Linked DNA regions of Mus musculus: region 2 is linked to region 1. Evidence: chromatin contacts called from public Hi-C data. All regions are on one chromosome and are shown on one strand. The core of a region is the stretch at or near the end of the contact, and the rest is flanking DNA. Distances in the headings are between cores, read along the strand shown.

Region 1 (6,641 bases), core at 2,904-5,403:
AGCTATGAGAAGCCACAGGTCTTGGCTCCAAAGGTGGGGAAGTAGGTCTGAGGTCCCCAGGGACTGCTGGAGTCAGCTCCGGGGTCCCCGGACCTGCATGGAGACTGGGGATGGCAGGTTCTCAGACTTTTGGGCACCCCAGATGCCGCTGGATGCCGCAGAAGAGTTGAGAATGGAGTGGGGGCTCACAGGCTGGATCTATCCTGGGCCAAAGGGGAATGAGGGCGGAGGAGAGAGCTCTGGCTGGGTCCCACAGGGATGAGTGTCCTTGGCTTGTTCAGCGGGTGGCTTAGCTTGGTGGGGGTCATGTCTAAGAATCTTCCTGAGAGAGATTGGACTCGGCTCTTTAGTCAAAGACCTGCTACATTGCTCCCCACAGCAGATCCCGATGGAAAGAGACAGTGCATGGTTTTAAGACATTTACTGTCATGGTGGAGAGTGGTGATACCCCACTTTTTCAGGGCGGGTGGGCCTGAGGTTAAATACATTTTGCAGAGAGGAGTGTCTGCGAAGGAGAGCTTAATTGGCTAAGGCCTTCAGGCCTTTAGGTACCTCATTCAAATGGAGATCTGTCTTGAGGCTACATGATCTGTGGTCACATCCTCTACCTGTGGAGGGGTTTGGGGTATTTCCTTTATGTGACTGATGGCCACAGAATTATGGAGAGCTGAGGCCTTGTGTCAGGGGCCTGGTGCTAGGAGTGTGGCAAAATTCCTACTGTTCCTTGCAGGATCACTTGCGGGGGTCACCGATGTTTTAAACCTAGCTCAACCAGAAACTAGTCTGCCTTTCACAGTTTTGCTACAGATTGCTATAAATTCAAGCCCAGCTTGGGTTGTAGAGTGAGTTATTCTTTCTCTCTCCACCAAAGCCCAGGGCCTCACACATGTTAGATAAGTGCTCGGCCATTGAACTACACCTCTAGCTTAGCCTTTGAATTTTATTTGTTCAGATGGCTACAGGATGGTGGAATACTATAGCATCCACCCAATATATTTTCGTTCAGGCTCCATGTTGGCTTTCTATATTTATTTCATGGCTTGTACCTGTAAAGGTCTGGGATTGACTCTGGGGCAAACAAGAGAAGAAGCACACTAGGAGCTTGGTGCTAGATAAGAGAAGGAAATAAAACAGTAGTCATATCAATGAGAGGAGGGATGGAGCACAGGATGAACCAGGAGGTAAGGGAGGCTTCATAAGATATGGCATTGACCTGCTCTAACAGGCAGGGCTCCATGCCACACGTTCAGCGTGGCGTGAAACCTAGGCACGGTATCTACGGCATTCTCCTGACCTTGGAGGCACAACAAATGCTTATTGGATTTGTTTTAAGGCAAGTCAGGGAGCAGAGGACAGAGGCTGGGAGGATGGAAGCTTTGAAGGTAGAGGCAGTTGAGGGATGGTGAGAAGCTAAGGCAGGCAGAAGCTGTGGGAGAGGACAGAGGACAGGAAAGCCGAGGTGTGTCAGCAAGGTAGCCCTGAGGCAGGAGTGGAGGCCAGCTCTCAGTGCTCCCTCCCTCTCTCTCTCTCTCTCACTGGGGGCTGACAGTGCCATTGTCTGAGATTGAGAGTGAAATCACAAGCTACAGCTTCAGAGGCCCACGAGAGACATAGCAGGACATGTTTCCTTTCCTGTTCTGACTTTGATTTCAGATTTCCTGACAGCTATTGACTCAGATGACTTCAAGGTGAGAGCCAGGATGACCGGAGGGCAGTGGTGAGCTTCGTTCTCCCCGAGGAATGCTCACACCATGTCACAGGCTCTTCACTCCAGCCTGGCTGGGTCTCCTATGCACCTCTGGCCACAGTTTTGACATAGAATGTCTATGTATCTTTCTGCACACCACTGTATCTGTGAATGTGGCTAACTCATTTACATTTTCCCGGGAAATGCTTTGTTTTAATGCGGAGCCATGGTTAATCAATACAATCGCCATCAGTTCCAGGCAAAACAGAGTTGTTAATTATCCTTCAGGAGTGTGAGGTGCTCGGGCGCTTGGTACCCACAGAACGTTCCAGATGCATCTAGACAATTATTAAAGCATGCCTCTGGGGACGCCTGAGAGTGTCTCCCAAGAGGCTTAACTAAGGGGGAAAAGACTTGCCCTGTCCGAGGGCAGCACTCTCCTATAAGTAAGTTAGCGGCTGATAGAGTGGCAGAGGGAAGGGGAGCCAGGCAGTTAGCTCAGGGGTTCCTTATCTCTGCTTCCTCTGCAAAGCTTCAGCTGGTCCATAATGCCCTCCTACTGTCCCCAGCCACCTCTAAAACCAAAAGCATGAGGCAGAAGAGATCCCTTCCACCCTCTGTAAGGTATGTTCTCCCAGCAGCAAGAAAATGGCTAGCTCATCAGCAGAACCACAGTGGCTGGATCAGAGAGCAGCTCTTAAGTTGATGCACAGTGAGTAAGAAGTGTTTGGGGACTTCACAGCAGAGGGAAGGAGACCAAGGTCGCTCCGGGGCATCTGGGCATGGCAGAGCAATGGCCTCAGCAATGTGGCGGCTGCAGTAGCTACAGCCGCTTCTCTTGGAGTTCAGGGACCCTTCACTTCACTTTGAAAACTCAATAACTCGATTGAAGGAATGAATGAAGAACACCCAGCAAAGCATCAGTCTGGCCTTTCCAGCCCTCAGACCACAGCCACTTCTAAATAGAAGTTCCTGGGGAGTACCCCTCCTCCCTTTCCTGTCATTGTAGGGCACACTGCAGGAAGCCAAGGACATTGCTTCAGGGAAGGCTGCTTTTTCTCTTAAGAAACCTCAGGTCATTGAAACCAAATGGTTGTCTGTATCCTGAAATCGAGTCAGGCTGAGAAGGCGCGTGGGGGATTCGGTTCCTGTGCCTTGGGTTTCCCCTACCCAGACCCCTGTACCCAGCACACCTCTCTCCTTGCCTCCCAGACCCCTGTACCCAGCACACCTCTCTCCTTGCCTCCCAGAGAAAGCACAAGAAAGCCTTTGGCCAATCTAAGTCCTCGAGCCAGATTTAGCAACCCCTCATGTCTCTCTAAAGGTTAAACAGTTCCCACAGGGCACCAGAAAGGGTTATTGAAAACAGCAGGGTTTTTTTTTTTTCTTCTTTCTTTTTTTTTTTTTTTCTTCCTTAACTTCACTTCTGGTAAATCTCTGATCCAGCATCTAGTGGTTAACCACTGATACAGGAAGTGACATTTAACGTTTTTTATCACTCATCCAGAAATGGAAGAACAAGGCAAGTCTGTGTTTGGGGAAGATGGATGGCTGCCCACCACCTTCATCTTAAAGGCACATCACCTCTTTTCCTGATTGTTGGGCTGATGGCAGCGCATTTCCCTCCAGCCTGCTTGCTTCACTGTTGGGGGTGCAGTAGGGGTGTCAAGAGGGTAGTCAAGACCTTATGTCCTGGATGGGAACAACCTTGTTGGCCATTGATAGGGGTGAAACGGATGGTATTTGGTTCCTCTTTCTCAGGAGCCGTTGCATGTGGGGACAGGCAGGAAGGAAATGAGCTGGGATGCCTGTGTCCCAGGCAAAGGGAACCACAGACTCAGCCTGGGGTGGCTGAGTGCTGGAAGCCACCTGGCCAGCTGAGACTTGGAACAAAAATCCTGCCGGCTGTGGGAAGGAGGGCAGTCACCTGAAGCCTTGTCAACCCCTGCCAAGATGCTCCGTGACTCTTAAAGCTAATGTTGGACACGGCAAGCCATGACCAGGGCCTATGCATTCGGGTTAGCAAAGCAGTTAACCTCTGTCACTGGATGCTTTCCTGTTTGTCGTGTTAGAAATAAGGGGGTTTTCTGTGTAGCTTCTAGGTAAATCCCTGGTAACAAGGGTGACAAGGACAACAACAAACACTCTGAGCAATCCCTGCCCAGGCTTTGCCCCACCTACTGGGGGGTCTGAGGACATTGAGAAGCTTACATGGGAGCCCTGCTGGAGGGTGTGGGTGCATCAGACACTGCATTGCTGGCAAAGACCCCTGTCTTCCCATATTTACCAGGGTGATGGATTTCTCTGAGAAATTCCCCCTTCTTCTGGCAAGAAATGACACGATATCATAATGAAAAAAAAAGTCGCTGGGTTACAAATTATCCTTTCTCTTCTGGCCACCTCTGGTCTGACCACATGGATTCTTGGCCCTGTCAACACTAGGAGGCAGTGATGCCATGGGCCTGCTCTGTCACCGAAATGGGCAGGAGCTACAGGGTCAGCTGATGTTCACCACGAGGCCAGCTGGACCTGTGAGTCAAGTCACCTCTTGATTTCTGCTCTAGCTTGCTCTGGGGAGGATCTGAAGTGACTGTGATCTCTTGGAACCTCAGTTTGTCTATCTAGACACTGCTTTGGAGATCTCAGGAGAGCTACAGATTGCTGCAAAGGAAATGTGTCTTTCCAAGTTTGCACTTTTCTCCATGAGAGGGAAGGCATGGGTGACTTCAACGTGTTCCTGAAAGGACAGAGTTGCACACAGGTGTCACATGCCCCAGGCTGTAGGCACCAGTGGTGGTGGGACTTTGTGTTGGAAGTAGCTGTGAGATGAGAGCATGATTCTGGTGGTCCTCAGTGCGAGCTCTTTCTCAAGCACATGCCTGCTCCCCACAGAGACTTTTACCTGATACACCAAAGTGGAACAAGCATCAAAGCCAATGGAGCACTTTCCTGTGCCACAGGACACAAAACCACCCCACATCTCTGAAGAAACAGCAGTCTGCTCACTGGTGCCAATGCCTGGCTGCCCATGGTTGGGAACTTAGGAAACAGTCCTGACCAGGTCCCCCTTAGAAACCAGCACAAGCATTTGCATGTGAGTGTACATGCATGTATACATGCGTGTGTATGTGTAAGTGCATTTGTATGAGTGCATGCACATGTGTGTGTGTGCATGTGTGTACCCATGCCTGTGTATGTGCAGAGGCCAGAGGAGAACATCTTTACAGTATTCCCTTGAAGAAGGCAATCCCACTGGAGTTCAGAACACTTCAGCTAGGCTGTGCCCCAGCGATCCAGCCATCCCCCTCACCTACAGCATTAGGCTTGCTGCAGCCATGCATGCCCAACTTCTTGGTGGGTGCCAAGGATCCAAACTCAGGTTCGCATGCTTGCTTGTGCAGCAAAAGTGCTCTTACCCACTGAGTCACAGCCTCAACATTTTTATAAGGGTCTTAAGCACATTGACATACAGTCTGTGTAGAGAGCCTCCTATTTAAATGAAGAGATTAATAAGTTAAAACACACACACACACACACACACACACACACACACACACACACACACACACACACACCACCACCACCACCACCACCACCATACAGAAAATTATATGCTCTGATTTTGGTAATTACAGAGAGATGCACAGAGGTAGAGCCTCTTAGCCCTGCCCAGGAAGAGCCGGTGCAGGAGGAAACGTCTCAGATGAGATTTCAAGATTAACGAGGTGAATCAGTTGAGAAGGAGCTGTGGTAAAAGCAGGTGAAATTAGGAAGGATGTGAGATTGGGGTGGGTAGGAGTCAGGACATGCTTTGCTGTCTCCCAAACTGTGTTAACAGCCACAACCTGCCTGCCGGAAGTAGGGGGTAAAGGGAAGGGAAGGAGCAAGGGTAACTTTAGGTTTGTCACGGGCAGTGGGTGGCTGCAGATGCCAAGCCTCTGGGCTTGAGGCTCTACGTGGGAATAAGTAGACTTATCTATGGGAGGCTCACACAAGTCCTAGACGCTGCCCAGGCCCGAGAGGTTTTGCAGGCAGCTCGTGATTGGTGGAGTCTGTCCAAGTGTCCTGTGGGTAACGAGGTCATCCTGGGAGCATCATGGGACGATGTTCGCCTCAGGGCAATGATGAGGGTGGGTGCTGCATTTTTTGCCTTTGCCAATCTGTTCAGATTTCCAGGGCTGCTTCCCACTCAGGAAGCTCATTTCCTCAGCTCAGCCCACCCAGCTCAACCCCAGAGTCCTGAGGCAAACCAACAGCCAGTTGCCACGTTCTGTGATCCGTTATTGCATCCGTTTTTCTCACTTAAATCAAATCTTACTATCTACCTATACTCACGGAAGAAATCCTCAAGTTGGGTTCTTAAAATAATAAGTAATAAATGTTTCTCTCCTCCTTGGTAACTCTCCCCCTTCCTTTTCTTCTTCTTCCCCCTTCTTCCTCATTCTCTTCCCCTTTTCTCCCTCTCTCTCCCTTTCTTTTCTCTTCCTCCCCTGCACCCTTCAAGCCAGAGTGTCTTTATATAGCCTAGGCTGGATTTGAACTAATGTTTTTCTTGCCTTAGCATTCTGAGCATTGCCATTACAGGCATGTGTGACCTTACCCAGACTCCTTTATGTTTTTATTAATAAACTTAGGTTCTAGTAGAGTCCTTATAGACACCCATGTCATTTCTGCCTATGGACTTCCCTCATCTGGAGAGTACCACACATTTTTTTTAATTACATACAGCTGTGCATTTCCACTCCTACAATCCACTGGGGCTATTTTCAAATTCTATAGCTCATTGTTCCTGTCACCCGTTCTTGATTCTTTGTCTTCTCATACTCTTCCACTATTATCCGATTGCCTTTTGGAGGGTTCTTTATTGCTTTGCTTGGCATACTGTTATTGCACCAAAATTTTAAGAACTTATTCTGCAAAGATGCCAAATTTGGATCCTATTACTTTCCTCTTA
Region 2 (6,641 bases), core at 1,569-4,068, 310 kb after region 1:
TACAGACACTACACAGTAGCTAACTAGAGAATACATCATGAAGCTTAAAAGGATTGGCATGTGTAGACAGCCCACACTTGGCGACACCCAATTCTTTATGTGTGTATCACCAAAACTAAAGGAGTATCAGGATCCCCTTCTTTTTCCTTCCTTCCTTTCCTTCTGAACTTTGTAACAGAATGCAAGGGATGATCTCTACAAGTCTTCAATTCAGAAATCAGTGACACTTGGGAGCTCTATATATGTTCAAGGGCCATAAAAGTATTTTCTTAAAAAAAAAAAAATGTCTCGAGGCTGGGGAAATGGTCCCATGAGTAAAGTGACCACTGCATAAGCAAGGGACCTGAGTTCAAAACCCCAGTATCGACAGAAAACCTGGACATAGTAGTACACACCTGTGACCCAGAACTAGGAAGGGAAGACGGGCAGCTCTTCCGGACTCGCTGGTTAGCCAGTCTAGCTGAAACAGCAAGTCTCGGTTTAGTGAGAGACCTTGTTTCAAAAAAAAAAAGATGGAGTGAAAGAGACTCCACATTTACCTCTGGCCTCCACATGGACACATAGCAAGTGTTCCTCGGAAACACACACACACACACACACACACACACACACACACACACACACACCCCTACCTATAAACCAAACAGTCACAATCTTCCCCTTCCCCTTACTGTTCACCCTGCTTGTGATAATAAACTTTTGCAGGTTAGAGAATGAGATCTGATCAGTTTGTTTCTGCTGCAAACACAACTCCTTACAAATACAAACACATAGAGGCTTAGCTGGTCCCGTGAGCTGATGAAGGGCCAGCTCTGCCTACCCAAAGCACAGCACATTAGGTATCTTCAAGAAACAATGACTGGGGGCTATAACCATCACTAGGTGATCAACAAGGCTCTATCTTCCCTTAGGGAAGAAAGGATTCGGTTGATTCAGAGACAGGCCTCATAAGCGCCAGGCATCTCTACTCCTCCAGGTCCCTTCCAACCCATCCACAGAACAAGCTTTCCTTGAAAAGAAGATCAGAAAACAGCTGTCTCTCAAACTCAAGACTGAACGATGGGAAAACACCAAAAACAAACCTACAAAATCCCCTAGGCTCTGACCACACTGCACAGTTGGGAAGGGTCACACGCGGGGCTGAGCAGAGAAAATTCTCAGGTTCTTTCTGCATAGACTCAGAGCAAGAGACACATTATGTTCTCTTCGGGTGGTAGACCCTTGAGGGAAGTTATCAGTTCTAGAATTTTCCACCTTGGAGACTGGGCACCCCTTACTGAAAACTTCACAGGAAAAGAAATAACGGTCGCATTTTAACTTTCAGAGGTAGAGCGTCCCCTCGTAGGTCACAGGCCGGCCATCTGCTCCCTGGCTCGGAGTCTCTGCTTTCCCTCTTCCTCCCCACATCCATCTGAACATCCTCTGGCAGTTTATAAGCTGTGTCCCATCGCCTGTGGAATTCATAAGCAAGAACTTCTCAAAACCCCAGGCAGGACAGGAAGGAAGCAAGCGATCTGGCCACGCGCACGGGCTGTTCTTTATTGTTAGCTGAATTCCGTGCATTGTTTGCTGGGGCAGTCTGTCTGTCTGTCCCTAAGGTACAGGACGACTGAGGTGTCCAATAGGCATCACTCTGTACTTTAGAGAAAGGCACTGCGTGAGCAGACACTGCTCTAGGGAAAACTGTCTGTCACAGACCAGCACTAGCAGAAGTATAGCTGCTTAGAGCTAACTCCACAAGTCATCTAAGTCCTGACCCTTAAGCCCTGGTGCCTGTTCCTTAAACTCCCTTAGATCATCCTCTCCAAACTAGGACTGAGCCTGGATGGAACTCAGTAAAGAAACCATCTATTCTAACATGAGTCATTGGCATTATCAGCCAAGATCAAACACGGGCCCATTATCTCCCCGTTCCCCAGGAAAACATAGTAAGAGGTACCAATGAGGCACGCTCCCTTACGAGCAAAGTGACCAGCGTTTATGGACTTACAGCTATACTATTTGGAGGGATGGGGTTCCTGAAGGGAAGCATCTACCAGCCAACATCGTTTCTTTAATCACGACTTCAAGGATATTTCACATATGAACTCTGAATGACCTTCTGAAGTCCAAGGGTCCTCTCACCTTAATCTACATAAGACATATATGAGTCTTCTCCTTTCCATGCCCCCGTCCCGTTTTTGTTTCCTTTTTGTTGCTGTGACAAAATACCCTGGCATAAAGCAACTTAGGAGAGAAGGGGTTTATTTTAGCTCACAATCCCGGGATGCTGGGAAACCATGGCAACGGGGGCTTGGGATCGTCCTTGCATCACAACCACATTCGAGGATGGAGAGGCAACGAATGCACATGTGCTTAGTGCTCAGCTAGCTTTCTCTCTGCCCTTACACAGTCCAGGGCCTAAAACCCAGGAACAGTACCGGTCATTTTCACGGTGGATCTTCCAACACCAATTAAGATGATCAAGACAGAGACATTCTCAACCTGATCGATCACTAGGTGATCGATCACTGAAAGTCTCTTTCCAGGTGACTCTTCACTCAATCAAGTTGAAAACTGACACCACCACCACCCCACACACCTCCCCTCTCATCTAGTCTCCGCTCAGCCACTGGAGTGTATTTCCCCCAAAGTGGTTGCCTGTGGAAACCCAAACCTTTCTTCAATTCCAGCCTGCAGTCAATTCTCCCTTGCACCGGCCCTCTCTCTGCAGCCTTCTCGTTTTCTTCCTCGTGGGCATCCCCAGACTGGTTCCGAGCAGAGTCGACTCATCTCACATCCTGCCACTAAATCCCCTCCTCCTCCTCCAGCACACCCACCTGCTCTGTGAGCTGCCCCTTCCGCAGTCTGGATCGGCACCCTCATTCACACACCCTCAGAACACCACAGTTTGGCACCACCGGGCCACAGATGGCTCTGCTGCAACTAAACGCCCAGCCCCACTGAACTGCTCGCCCTTTTCCTTTCTGTCCCTGAATGCTCAAGTTCAAGGTGAAGAACAAGTGGTGGATTTTCGGAGTCTGGAAGCTCACCCAGTGACAAGGCTGAGGGATGGCCTAGGGGCCTCCACATTATGTAGCCTTTCCACAAAAGTTAGGTGGCAATCACTGTCACTCCTGGCGTTCAGTGCAGAGTTTCCCACACAGTGATGCCTCTAGACTTTTCTAATGTGCTGGTCACCACCTTCCTTTCCACAACCCGAGGATACTGAGCTACCAATCAGAAGCTGCATGCTGTTGCACGGCTCTTTTATGGAAGACTTGGTACCTGGATAATACCAAGCACTTCACACCAGTGACCCCACTATTAAAATGAGGTGGGGAGCAGAGGTGTCAATAAGATAGCTCTCTGCCTCAGAGAGCACAGCGTATAGGCGCCCCTGCTAATAATGTCTTCAACTCCTTTAGCTCTGCATACTGGTGAACAGCCCTGTATATTATTCGCAGGCTTTGTTTCACCCCATTAACAGAGGACAATTGTATTAGCCATATGAGTCTGAGTTCCCATGCTATTTAACTGCTCTGCTGTCGTGCTAACGAAGCTGAAGGGGGGTTGGCAAGAGTGTAGATCACCTTCATGTACAGATATTTGTGGTTTTATTTTTCCTTCTGCCAGCTTGCCTCTCCGTTTCAATTGCTTACCATCTGCCTCTGAACAATCTAAGTGCGAGCAGATAGATTTTATTTGGAGGATGAAATGGTTTGGGCTCGTCTGGAAAAGCATTTTCATATACTGGCGTTCAGGGCATTTCCTGCTTAATAGGACTGAGGGGTGATTCGGTTTGGTGGGAAGTGGGTTTACTCCCTTAGTCAGAATATGCTGTTAAAAGGCCTCGTGATCACATTTATCAGTGGGACAAATAGCATAGTCATGAGGTCAGAACTCATATGTCAGCCTAAAATGAGCCTTGAATGGCCCACAGCCTGGCAGGTGCCAGGGCAGAAAAGTGAGTGTTATTGTATAAACATTGTATTTCCCCCTTCACCATCTTTTAAGTTTAAAAGAAGAAAACACTGAGCCACTTCACATGGAACTTGCTGATTTGTGGTTTACATGAACTGTAACCAGTAACTGAAACACAGGGACACTCAATCAGGTCACCAAGAAGAGTCAGAGGATTTGTAGACCTATAATCTCCATAGCTGGGAAGCTGAAGCAGGAATGTTTGAAGCCAGCCAGCTTGGGCTACAAAGTTAGATCCTGCCTCCAAAAAGAGACAGGGCCAGGGGGAGGATGAAGAGGAAGAGAAGAGGGAAGAAGAAGAAGAAAAGGAAGAGGAAGAAAGAAAAAGAAAGGTAATATGGTTTGAACTGATCTATAATTCTGAAATCAAAATCCCAACTAAAGACTACTGTGTCTCAGATCGTTGAGCTGGTCGTATCAGAAAATGTGGGTTCGGACAGAGTAATTGTGTCATGGGACCCTGCACACATAATTAACTCAGCTGTTTGGGCATTGGTTTGAAATTCCTCAAAACTCAGCTGCCAGTGCCTAAATCCTGTTATTGTAATAATCATCTTGTAAATTATAAATACTCAGAACTGATTAGGCAGATGTCAGGAAACTACTTGTAGACAAGTCTTCACCCCTGGGGCAGGAAACCCAAAGCACACTACAGCAAGCTTAGGACTGATCCAAGAGGGGACTGGGCTGCCACCCTGGTCCCCTCCTAGATAATGCCCTTCAGAAACATTTAAACTGGAACTCCAACTTCTTTTCAAACAGGGTCTCACTCTGCAGCCTGGCTGTTCTGGGACTACCCACTAGACCTGCCCTCTAGCTTGCAAACAGCCACCTGCTCCCACCTCCTGCATGACAGAACTACAGGCAGACATCTCCGTGCCTGACTTAGAACCCTGGCTTCCTACCCCAACAGATCAAGCAGCTCTGGACTCCCAAGTCTAGGCTGATGAGTCCTCTGTTCCAGAGTTGCTGCAGAAAGCTAGTTGTAATTGCCCTACTAAATCAGCAGCTTGCTCCTCCCCATCTCCTCTTAAGATGCTAACTGGGGAAAGACCTATCCCTCTCCTATGAAAGAGAAAGCTACAGTACAATTACAGATTTAGTTAGTTCCACCACTGCTTAGGAGCCAGGCAGATAAGGAAAAACAGCAAAATCTCTCGCCCACCCAACTATCTATTAATATATCTACTACGTATCTATTAAAGTTTATACCTATTAATATATTATATATACTATATAGGTAGTACCAGGTTTGGTGGTGTATGGCTTTAATTCCAATACTCAAGAGGCAGGGAGACAGAAGGATCTCTGTAAGCTTGAGGCCAGCCTGGTCTACAACTTATCTTACGTTCTAAGACAGGAAAAACTACATAGAGAGAATCTGTCTCCAAAACAGACAGACACACAGACACACAGAAACACCCCCCCACACACACACAGCTATGCATGGTTTTAATAAAACAATAGTGGTTCTTCATTGCAAATGAACAGACGCAAAAAGGAGTGTTTTTAAAACCCTACATGGCAAAATTCTATGTGTAAATCTTACAGAATTGCCACCTGTTATGTAGGATCGTTCACCTAGTCATTTTAGTGTCTCTCAATGGTTATTTCTCATTCACCGAAGGGAACTATACTGTATCTTCCTTGGTTTTAGAACATCCTAAAAGCCATATCCCTAACTCTTCTCTCCCACTCTGTTTCCATTCCTACAATGAGAGCCTGCTGAAGCAGGAGAGGAGTGAGCGACTTTCCTCCATCTGTCTCCATCCACGCTGAGAGCGAGGTACACTACATCGACGAATACTGACGGACCGGTCAGTAACTGGCTACTTCGGGGAAAGTGTGACCAGGGAAGGTGATGTCCAGAAGTGTCACTTTACTACTTAAATCCAGCCAGCACACATTATAAACTCTGTTATAACGTGAGGAGACTGTAGACCCTGTTAGACTAAATGCCACACAGTAACCCATCCGAAACATTAGATCTTGAAGAGCCAGTAGTGTAGCTCAGTGGTTAACACCTACCCCATTCAAGGCTCTAAGTTTGATCCCAAGCACTGGAGGAAAAAAAAAATCATATAAAACAGGGATTCATGGCGCATGCCTGTAATCCTAAGGCATTCGGGAGGCAGAGGCAGGAAGACTGCAGCTGGTCTACATATCAAGTCCCGGACTAGTCAGGAACTCACAATGACACCTTGTCTTAAAACAAAAACAAAGCAACAACATCTGAATACCTACAAATGATGAATTGTGAGGATTTCAACAAATTGTTCCTAAAGCCATTATTTGGAAGACAGGGACCATAGTTAAAACAGTGTTTCTCACCAAAACCAAGAGTCACATGACAAAATCAGATGTAAAGGAAAAAGTAACTTGTATGCTGTCACACTAAACTAAAAAAAAAAAAAAAAAAATCACACGAACCTTTTCTCAAGTACGATGAATTTATTATGGTACTAAAAGCTGTCCATCCGTCCGCCCCCCCCCCCACACACACACACACACAAACCTATATTCTTTATTTTGGAAAGGCATGCTTAAAATACTCACAATTATGTCCACTTATCAAAGTCAGGTGATCAAAGTTAACTTAATCTCTAATGAGGAAGAGAATTGGTGTATTCCCATAGCAAAAGGAGATCATCAGGAAAGAGAAAAATAATGAACGCAGA

The links. Hi-C and Micro-C count contacts between places; a contact is called where the count stands out from the background.
Region 2: a Hi-C map of bone marrow-derived macrophages shows a contact between it and region 1, with 21 read pairs. The contact joins two enhancer-like sites. A contact is called at or near these places in 5 of 39 promoter capture datasets (the C10 cell line, HPC-7-derived erythroid cells, embryonic stem cells and 2 more), 6 of 484 Hi-C or Micro-C datasets (the C10 cell line, the HPC-7 cell line, LSK cells and 3 more), 10 of 115 datasets of contacts at active chromatin or transcription factors (CD8 T cells, T-cell acute lymphoblastic leukemia, Th17 cells and 4 more) and 1 of 9 other capture datasets (embryonic stem cells).

The regions. Positions count from the first base shown.
Region 1 is chr6:134,363,658-134,370,298 of GRCm38.p6, reverse strand. All of the region lies in intron 3 of 4933406J09Rik (RIKEN cDNA 4933406J09 gene), which reads left to right. Among named protein-coding and RNA genes, the nearest start is that of Bcl2l14, 29 kb to the left of the region's middle. Within about 2 kb of position 4,153, at least 125 of the 459 cell types and tissues checked have an H3K27ac peak or open chromatin away from gene starts, as enhancers often do. A contact at or near this core is called in CD8 T cells, Th17 cells, bone marrow-derived macrophages and 2 more, where this site is marked.
Region 2 is chr6:134,055,883-134,062,523 of GRCm38.p6, reverse strand. The region is part of intron 1 of Etv6 (ets variant 6); the gene reads right to left. Among named protein-coding and RNA genes, the nearest start is that of Etv6, 24 kb to the right of the region's middle. Within about 2 kb of position 2,818, at least 48 of the 459 cell types and tissues checked have an H3K27ac peak or open chromatin away from gene starts, as enhancers often do. A contact at or near this core is called in CD8 T cells, Th17 cells, bone marrow-derived macrophages and 2 more, where this site is marked.